2 separate regions of the Zea mays genome follow, and region 2 is linked to region 1. A link is a contact called in public Hi-C data. All regions are on one chromosome and are shown on one strand. Each heading gives the region's core, a stretch centred on a gene start, on an enhancer-like site or on the middle of the called end of the contact. The rest is flanking DNA. Distances are from core to core; before and after follow the strand shown.

Region 1 (3,769 bases), core at 799-3,298:
ATTACATTACAAATATGTGAACCAAACAGCACCTAAGTAAATAAATGACCTTATCAGTAGCTTTGTCCGTTTCGCTGTCTGGCTCAAAATCCACATCAGCGGGGTCGTCTTCTGCAGGTATAAGAAAAAAAATGCCGATCAACTTGGGTTTTAAGCTGTAACATCATGTATACAGACACAAATAAAGCAATAACACATTTATTTTGTTAAGCACAAGATCCCATATTTCAATATACCATCAGCGTCATTGTCATCGTCATTCTCATCATTATAGTCATCGTCATCATCGTCGTCATAAGCATTGTACTTTGACGCCTTCATTTGTCGTGAGCCAGATTTTGCTGCCCCACCAGAAGTGGAACAGCTTGATTGCTTCGTCCCGCCACGATGCAACGATTCAATCTGCTCCTCTCCGTCCTGCTCATAATAGTCATCGGAGAGCATTTCCTCAGCAGGCACCTCACCATTTGCCCTGTTCAGCTCATCATCCTCTCCACTATCATCCAAGCCATCATGCAAGCTAGCAGCATTCATTCCTCTACCACTATTCGATGGAACATCCTCGGCCATCTGTTTGGACCTGGAATCCTTCAGAAAATTTGTGCCCCATGGACCACCAGAAGATCTGCCTCCTTTCTGGATATGCTGCCCTGATGCCTTCTCAGAAGAGTACAAACCTGACTGGCCCGCCTCATATTGCTCTGCTTCACAATGGTAAGCATCATCTGCTTTCTCATTTAAGTTCCACTGCCTAGAACTCAGGTCAACATTCCCATCCTGAACTGACTCGTAGATGCCCTCATCTTCGGCCTTTTCATTCAGGTTGTACCCTCCTGAATCAGCCTTGCTCCCGGAGTTGCTGAAGAATGCCATCCCAGATTATGGCATTATATGGAATACCTCTCACAGGCTCAGTATCACTCCTGCAGTTCATGCAACGAAGTCAATTCAGAACGTGGCCAGTGATCAATATGCCGTGCCATAAAGAGGGCAATCCAACTAGAATCTAATCAATTTCTAATGCTTTTTGTTAGGGGTGATCATTTGAATGCCAAATGGATTAAAATTTTCAGGTGAGGGACGTGACTCGAGCCCAGCTCTAATCAAAATCGATCAGCAGAAGCAGAGATACACCGGTGAGCAGCCTCGGGTGCGTAGAATCAAGCTGAACTCTGAAACCCTAAATCCCAAACGCTTGACGCGCGGCCACGCAGATCGACGCGTGCGGCGGCCAGATCGAGCAGCCGGCGGCGCGGATCGGGCGGGCGGCGCTCGAAACCGGTGCCACATCACGCGGGCACATGCCTCGGAACCAACCACTGCCACAAAAAGCCGCGAGGTGGCAAGGGGACGCACCTTGTGCCGCGGCCGACGAGAGGAGCAGGAGGCGGCGGGCAGGCGGGCGGGGACAGGCAACGGGTGCTCAGTCCCCACGACAGAGACGAATGCTCGGACCGGCACGAGGCGGGTTTTTCTGGCTCGACGCGGGCGCCTATTTGTCTGCGCGATCGCCGTCGCCGGCGGCCGCGGGGCTGGCGGCGGGAGGGGAGCGAGAGGGGCGGGGCGCAACGCCCGTGCGATTTATTCAAACAGAACCGGGCGAATTTCCGCGATTTTTTGCGGTATTTTCCACGATTTTTCGTCTAGGATTCGGATCGAAGGCGGGGACAGGAGGGGGGCTAGACGGCGGCGATCGCCGGAGACGGGCTCCCGGCGGGGAGGCGCGGCGGCGGCGGCGGCGGCGCGCAAGGGAGAGGGGTGGTTATCTAACACAAGGGGGTAAGGGCGATTAGGAAGGGCAGATAAGTTTTTTCCCCTCTCTCTGTATGTCTCTCTCTCTCCGGCTCTCGCCTTTTCGCTTGTGTATTTGTCTCGGTCGCGTTGGGGCTTGTAACAGAGTATTTCGGGGCTCGCTTGCTCGTCTCTGGACGCCTCTGAATTCGTTGGTGGGACCAACCAGTAAGCGACGCGTATATGTGGGGTGTGGCCGTGTGGGAGCCGTCCGCCTCGGCGGCGCCCCGTCACTGGTGCTTTCTCTCGATGGCGTGTGGGGTCGGGATCGTGGTGGGGGTGGGGATATATTGTCAGTGACTGCCATCCTCGTGGGTGTCGCGACGTGCGTTGGTGTGCCACGCGGCGTTCGTAATTTCTGGAGGGTTCACGGCTCCATGGTTTTTGTTTGTTGCAATGTTGCTTCTCACCCAGGGACACACCCTTTGGAATAAATAATAAACTGTCATTATCTATCATGGTCTCTGTTATTTGTCTCAATCTCGCTATCACTGACATCTAACACAATCTAACACGTTATCAGCACTGCTCGCAAAATCAAGGAAGAAGACAACAGATCACTCGTAGTTGAAGAAGGTTGAAGGTATGGAACCTACCATTCCTCTCTATATTCGTTGTTGGAAAAAATGCCATCAGTGGCTACAATTGTACAACCAGAGGGCGTTGTGATGGCACGGCCCAGCGCGAACCAGCCTCGGCCCCCGCACAAGGGCGGTGTGGGCCATCAACGGCAAGGCCACGCGCAGGGCAGCGCGCCTCGGCCAACCGCAGCACCCTACGTGATGGGACTGACTGTACAAGGGTCATGGGGCTCCCGCACAGGGCCTGCGACCTCCCTGCCAGGGGCGTGGCACGAGGCCTACAGCCTCCCAGGCGCGTGCTCGGCCACGGGTGAGCCCCGAGCGACCCCGTCGGCGTGTGCAGCGGCTCCCAGGCACGGGCGCGGCCGGCTCCGGCCATCTGGATCCTGGTTGTCGCCTCGGTCTGCTTGGACGCGGCCTGGGCGCCTGCTCGGATGCGGCGTGGCTGCCCGCTCGGGCGCGGCGCGAGAGCCCGACCAGGGCGCGGCTGGTCCCAATGCGGGCGCGGTCGGCGCAAAGACGTGGCGGCTGGGCAAACCGCCCTGGTGGCGGCAGCGACTGGGCATGGGTAACCCTAAGGCTGTCTCCAGCAACAAACTCTATACACTCTTGTACGCTAAATTTAGCGATCCAAGCGTTCGCTACATCCTCCAGCAACGAACGGTAAACCAGTCGCTAAAGTACCGGACGATGTTCGTACACGCTATTCTCAGCGATTCACTGTGTGTCCGCTATCTGTCCTTTCTGTGAAATCGAGCGTGGACTTGGGAGGTGGCAACGGCGGTAGCGATGACCGTGGAGCATGGCGTCGTCGACCAGCAGCGCATGGTGTCGCTTCATCCGGCCAAACGCGAGCATCGATTTCTTGGGCTTGGTTGGAGAAAGCAGCCGGCAGACGTCGTTGGGTGGAGAGGCGGCGGCGTTTGTAGCAGGAGGCCGAGTGAAGGTGGCGCTGGCCATGGACAGAGATCTGAGGAGCGGCGGCGGCCATGATTGGAATCGAGGAGCGACGGCTTGGTCTGGTGTAGTAGGTTGTAGCGTGTTCGGCCAAAGAAAAAAACTAGGTGGAGGACAAGCAAACGGAAACAGCCAAAAAACATGAACATACGGCTTGTTATTTGTTTTTAATTAGTATATACACTCAAACAATTGACGTAGTGATAAATGTTAATTAGGTTTTTTTAATTAAGTACGTTAGGACAAATTCAAATTACATGCAAAAGATAGAATAAATATGATAGTTTGTAAATTCTGTCAACGTTGTAGATATAGAGGACCGAATTTAGGGAACGTTGTTGGAGATGCAGAATATATAGAGGACGGAATCTTTTAGAGAGTGTTGTAAAGGACAGAGAATATTCCTTTAGAGGACGAAATTTAGAGGACGTTAATAGAGA
Region 2 (3,769 bases), core at 390-2,889, 240 kb after region 1:
GTCACTAATGAATTGAGTTGATTTGGAGGCTTGGAGAGGATTTGATCTTTGGAATGTGTCTTGGAGTGAATGCTATTGCTCTTGTATTGAATGTGAACTTCAGAAAACTTGGATGCCATTGAAGGAGGTGGTTGGGGGGGTATTTATAGCCTCCAACTACTTCCTAGCCGTTGGCTGAGTTTGATGTCGATGGGCACACCAGACAGTCCGGTGCGTGCCACGTCAGCACGCCCGTTGGGGTTTGGAGCGTTTGACCGTTGGAGTCCTTTGTAAACTGCACTATTCGCAGAGTATAGTTTGAATATGAGTACGTGATGGGTAAGCTGCTGTAGACAACTGAAAAAACGACTGTGTCATTAAAAAACTAGTCGGTTGCCTGTGCGTTGCAATAGCTTACAACAATACCCACATAAACTATCCATAAAAAATCAAGATTTTTTATTGATTGTCTCCGCTCTCTATATAATATATATTTTTTGATTTGGCTAACTGGTGTTATTATTTACTCCATGCAATATGTCTTGGTACAACACGGCCAATGGAGTGAGCGATTAGAAGAGAATTCACAATGAATGACTGAACGAACAGAGATTATAAAATGACATAATTCAACCATACAGATACCAAATAAGAGAAAATTTGTGAGCTCAAGTTTCTAAAATAAGTCACATGAAATCAAACTTATAAAAAAGATAGATCAAAATATGGAGTGATTGCTAAAGTCAGGCATCAATAAAAACTGGATGCGCTCCATATAAATTATGCTACTTCATAACAATTACTAACGTTTAAAACCAACAAATAACCTTTCATTTTACTGTTAGTGTGACAAACCATTGTTGCTCAATCCAATTCAGCAACCTCAAACACCATGGAGTCCATCGCGTCAATGTGGTCTCAGAAACGACCTAATGCTGGTAAGAGCCAAGAAAGTCGTGTCGTGCTTGAGTTGTAGACTTGGCCCGTAGTGCTGGCCTAGTCCGACACGATTATATATTTTTATTTTACAAAAAACGTATATACATATAGACAATTTATATTAAATATTAAAAATATTTGAGCATGATGTTCTACTGGTTAGACAACTTCACCTAGTGTCTCTTGCCTTTCTTCTATCAGGACATGAGTTCGAACTCCACTTTCTGCACCGTTTTTTAACATTTTACGCTGATTTAATCAAATGAGCCGACGGGTTAACGGGTTGGCCCGACACAATCAGTAGACCGACATGAAGTGCCTGGCCACAGTTGTAGCCCGCGTGCGTCTAGCCCGTGCCGGACCACCGTTTGTCCACCTATAGACCGTTGAAACTGATGCTTTAAGTATAATATAGATATAGATATAGATATAGATTAGAAAAAATACTTGACAAGATTTTCTAGAAGTCAAGATTTTTTTGTGTGGGCTAATAATCTTGTCAAACATCTATTGACAATTTAAGTAAAAAGGCAAAACTCGGTATAGAACAATAAACAGTATTTTGAATGTTTTTAATTAATAAATATTCATAAAATCAGATTCAGGAACGGTCTTTTTTAGCACAGCTGCGATTCGAAGTTTAAAGCGAGTTTGTTGAATCAACCGCAAAGAAAAGCCCCACGTACATAATACAGCCCAAGCCCACGAATCGCCCGCCCGCCTGCCTGCCGCAACCTGCATTGACATTCGACAATAGCACCAATTCAAGCAACCCCCCGTCTCGTCCTCCTTCCTCTCAAGAGTCGAGACCCAGGCAGCCAGGCTTCCAGTTCCAGCCCCACCTCGCCTCTACCCTCCTCAAACCCTACACCACGCCCCCCGGCCCCCAGCCCCCGGCCTTCGCCCAACCCGATAGCGTAGCGCCGGCGCAGAACCGGACCCTGCCGTGCGGTTGTCCACCCCGCTCGGCGCCGCCCGCCGCCGCCGCCGCCTTTGATGTCTCCTACCTGCGACCTCGGCTTCCTCTGCCCCCGGTCGCAGAAGAGCTCCCAAGAGGTCCCCCGAGCCACCGCTTCCGGCGCCCAGCGATTGGCTTCCCCACCGCAGCCGAGATGAGCAGCGGCGGCGAGAAGGTACTATCCGCGTGCTTGCATTGACATCGTCATTTGGGCGTAATTGCGTGGTTTAACTGTCTGTACTGCTTGTCCGGCTCCATGGCGTGGCGCATTAAAGTGAGCCAGGGCGGTTTAAGGTTAGGGGCGCGGGCGAGTTGATTGGATTGAGGTGTTTTGTAGTACCTGGCACGACGATTAAATGCTATTGCTACCATGGGTGATGGGTGTATGAATCATACGCCCATTATCGGATGCATAAGCAATTAATTCATATGGTACAGAACCATCGATTTGGTTTAGATGATCGTTTGGATCTGGATCATTGATCAGTGCTTACACTATTCTTGCTCCCAAGGATTGCGTGTGTGAAGCATGTGGGAGCTGAAATTAAAGTTTTCTTAAACGTATAGAGCTCCTTTCCAAACGGCTCTCAGTACAACTGTTTTGATATGCAGTAGATTTTTTGCGTAAGTTACTTATTAACAATAAAATCTGCCCATGTTACCGGATTCTCTAATCTAGTTGCTCTGTCTATGATGCAGATGTTGTTGTTTGGGTCCTTTACGGAGGACGAGACTAAGTTGTTACAGGGTCAGCCCCTCAAAAGTCCAACTAAAAGTGTCAGCAAAGAATGTGAACGGACGGAGATCCAGTTTGGCACCCTGAACTTGTCAGTGCTGAATTTAGAGAAAATATCTACTTCAAGTGTTGTTCTTCCTGCAAAATCAGCAAAAGGGGAAACCAGTGCCATCACGAAGGAGAATGCATGCAATAATGAAAAGAAAGCTGCAGGGTCAAGCCTTTCAAACGGTGGACCAGTTCTGGCTAATGGATGCCCTCCTGTTAATGTTCCTGCTAACAATGGTTTATTTGAGAATGTGAAGACAGAGGCTGTTGTCCCACCAGTTATACCTGTCAAAATCATCAGCAATCCAACACCGCAAATGACGTTGGAGACGCATAAGGATGGCACCAAACCCACTGAAAGCAGAAAGTTAAATAAGGAAAGGGAAATTACTGAAAATGGTAGTCCAATTGTCGATAAACACATTGTTGCTGCTCCAGCAGAAGAGGCAGTCACAAGCCTAAATAAGAAAGCCTCTCAGAACATGCCCTTGCTTCCACATGGTTTGAGGAACACAGGAAATATTTGCTTTCTGAATGCAACTTTGCAGGCATTGCTTTCATGCTCGCCTTTTGTCTACCTTTTACAGGATTTGAGGAACCGCAGGATACCTAAGGTACATGTACCTAATTAAATTGGTCTGATGCAATTTTGGCTCTTATTTGATTTCCTTTTTCCTGACCATTTCGTTCATTTTAGGTTGGCTACCCAACTCTGAGTGCATTTGTTGAGTTGATATCTCAATTGGATGTGCCTGATGAGTCAGTTATCAAGAAAAATGAGAAGGTTATTACTGTTGCCGCAAAACCACTTAATCCTGCCATGTTTGATGCTGTTCTCAGAAACTTTACACCAGATGTGCCGGCTGGAATAACTGCTCGGCCTAGGTAAGTGCTTGTGGTTCTGTTGTTTGGCATGTTTTTTTCTTGAGTAAAACTCCTTAAGTTGTGGATTCTGAATCAAATATAGCAATTAGGCCATTAAGGATTTTATCTCATTGAGTCTGGCATGTAGCAAGACCTGGACCATCCGATTGGAGTCTAGCAAGTAGCAATACCTGGACAACTACATATTTGTATGTTTTTAGCTGATCCAAATCTTGCATATCTAT

Evidence for each region. Hi-C and Micro-C count contacts between places; a contact is called where the count stands out from the background.
Region 2: a contact with region 1 is called in a Hi-C map of ear, with 2.4 times the contacts expected there. The contact joins the promoter of LOC103633533 here to the promoter of LOC103633530 in region 1. A contact is called at or near these places in 4 of 25 Hi-C or Micro-C datasets (ear and leaf).

The regions. Positions count from the first base shown.
Region 1 is chr7:180,373,049-180,376,817 of Zm-B73-REFERENCE-NAM-5.0, forward strand. It overlaps LOC103633530 (protein CHROMATIN REMODELING 5), which reads right to left and starts at 2,049. Exons shown (of 31, transcript XM_020540744.1): 1 at 1,357-2,049; 2 at 237-923; 3 at 50-111. The coding sequence starts at 873.
Region 2 is chr7:180,611,862-180,615,630 of Zm-B73-REFERENCE-NAM-5.0, forward strand. It overlaps LOC103633533 (ubiquitin carboxyl-terminal hydrolase 24), which reads left to right and starts at 1,640. Exons shown (of 7, transcript XM_020540745.3): 1 at 1,640-2,051; 2 at 2,576-3,274; 3 at 3,358-3,545. The coding sequence starts at 2,031.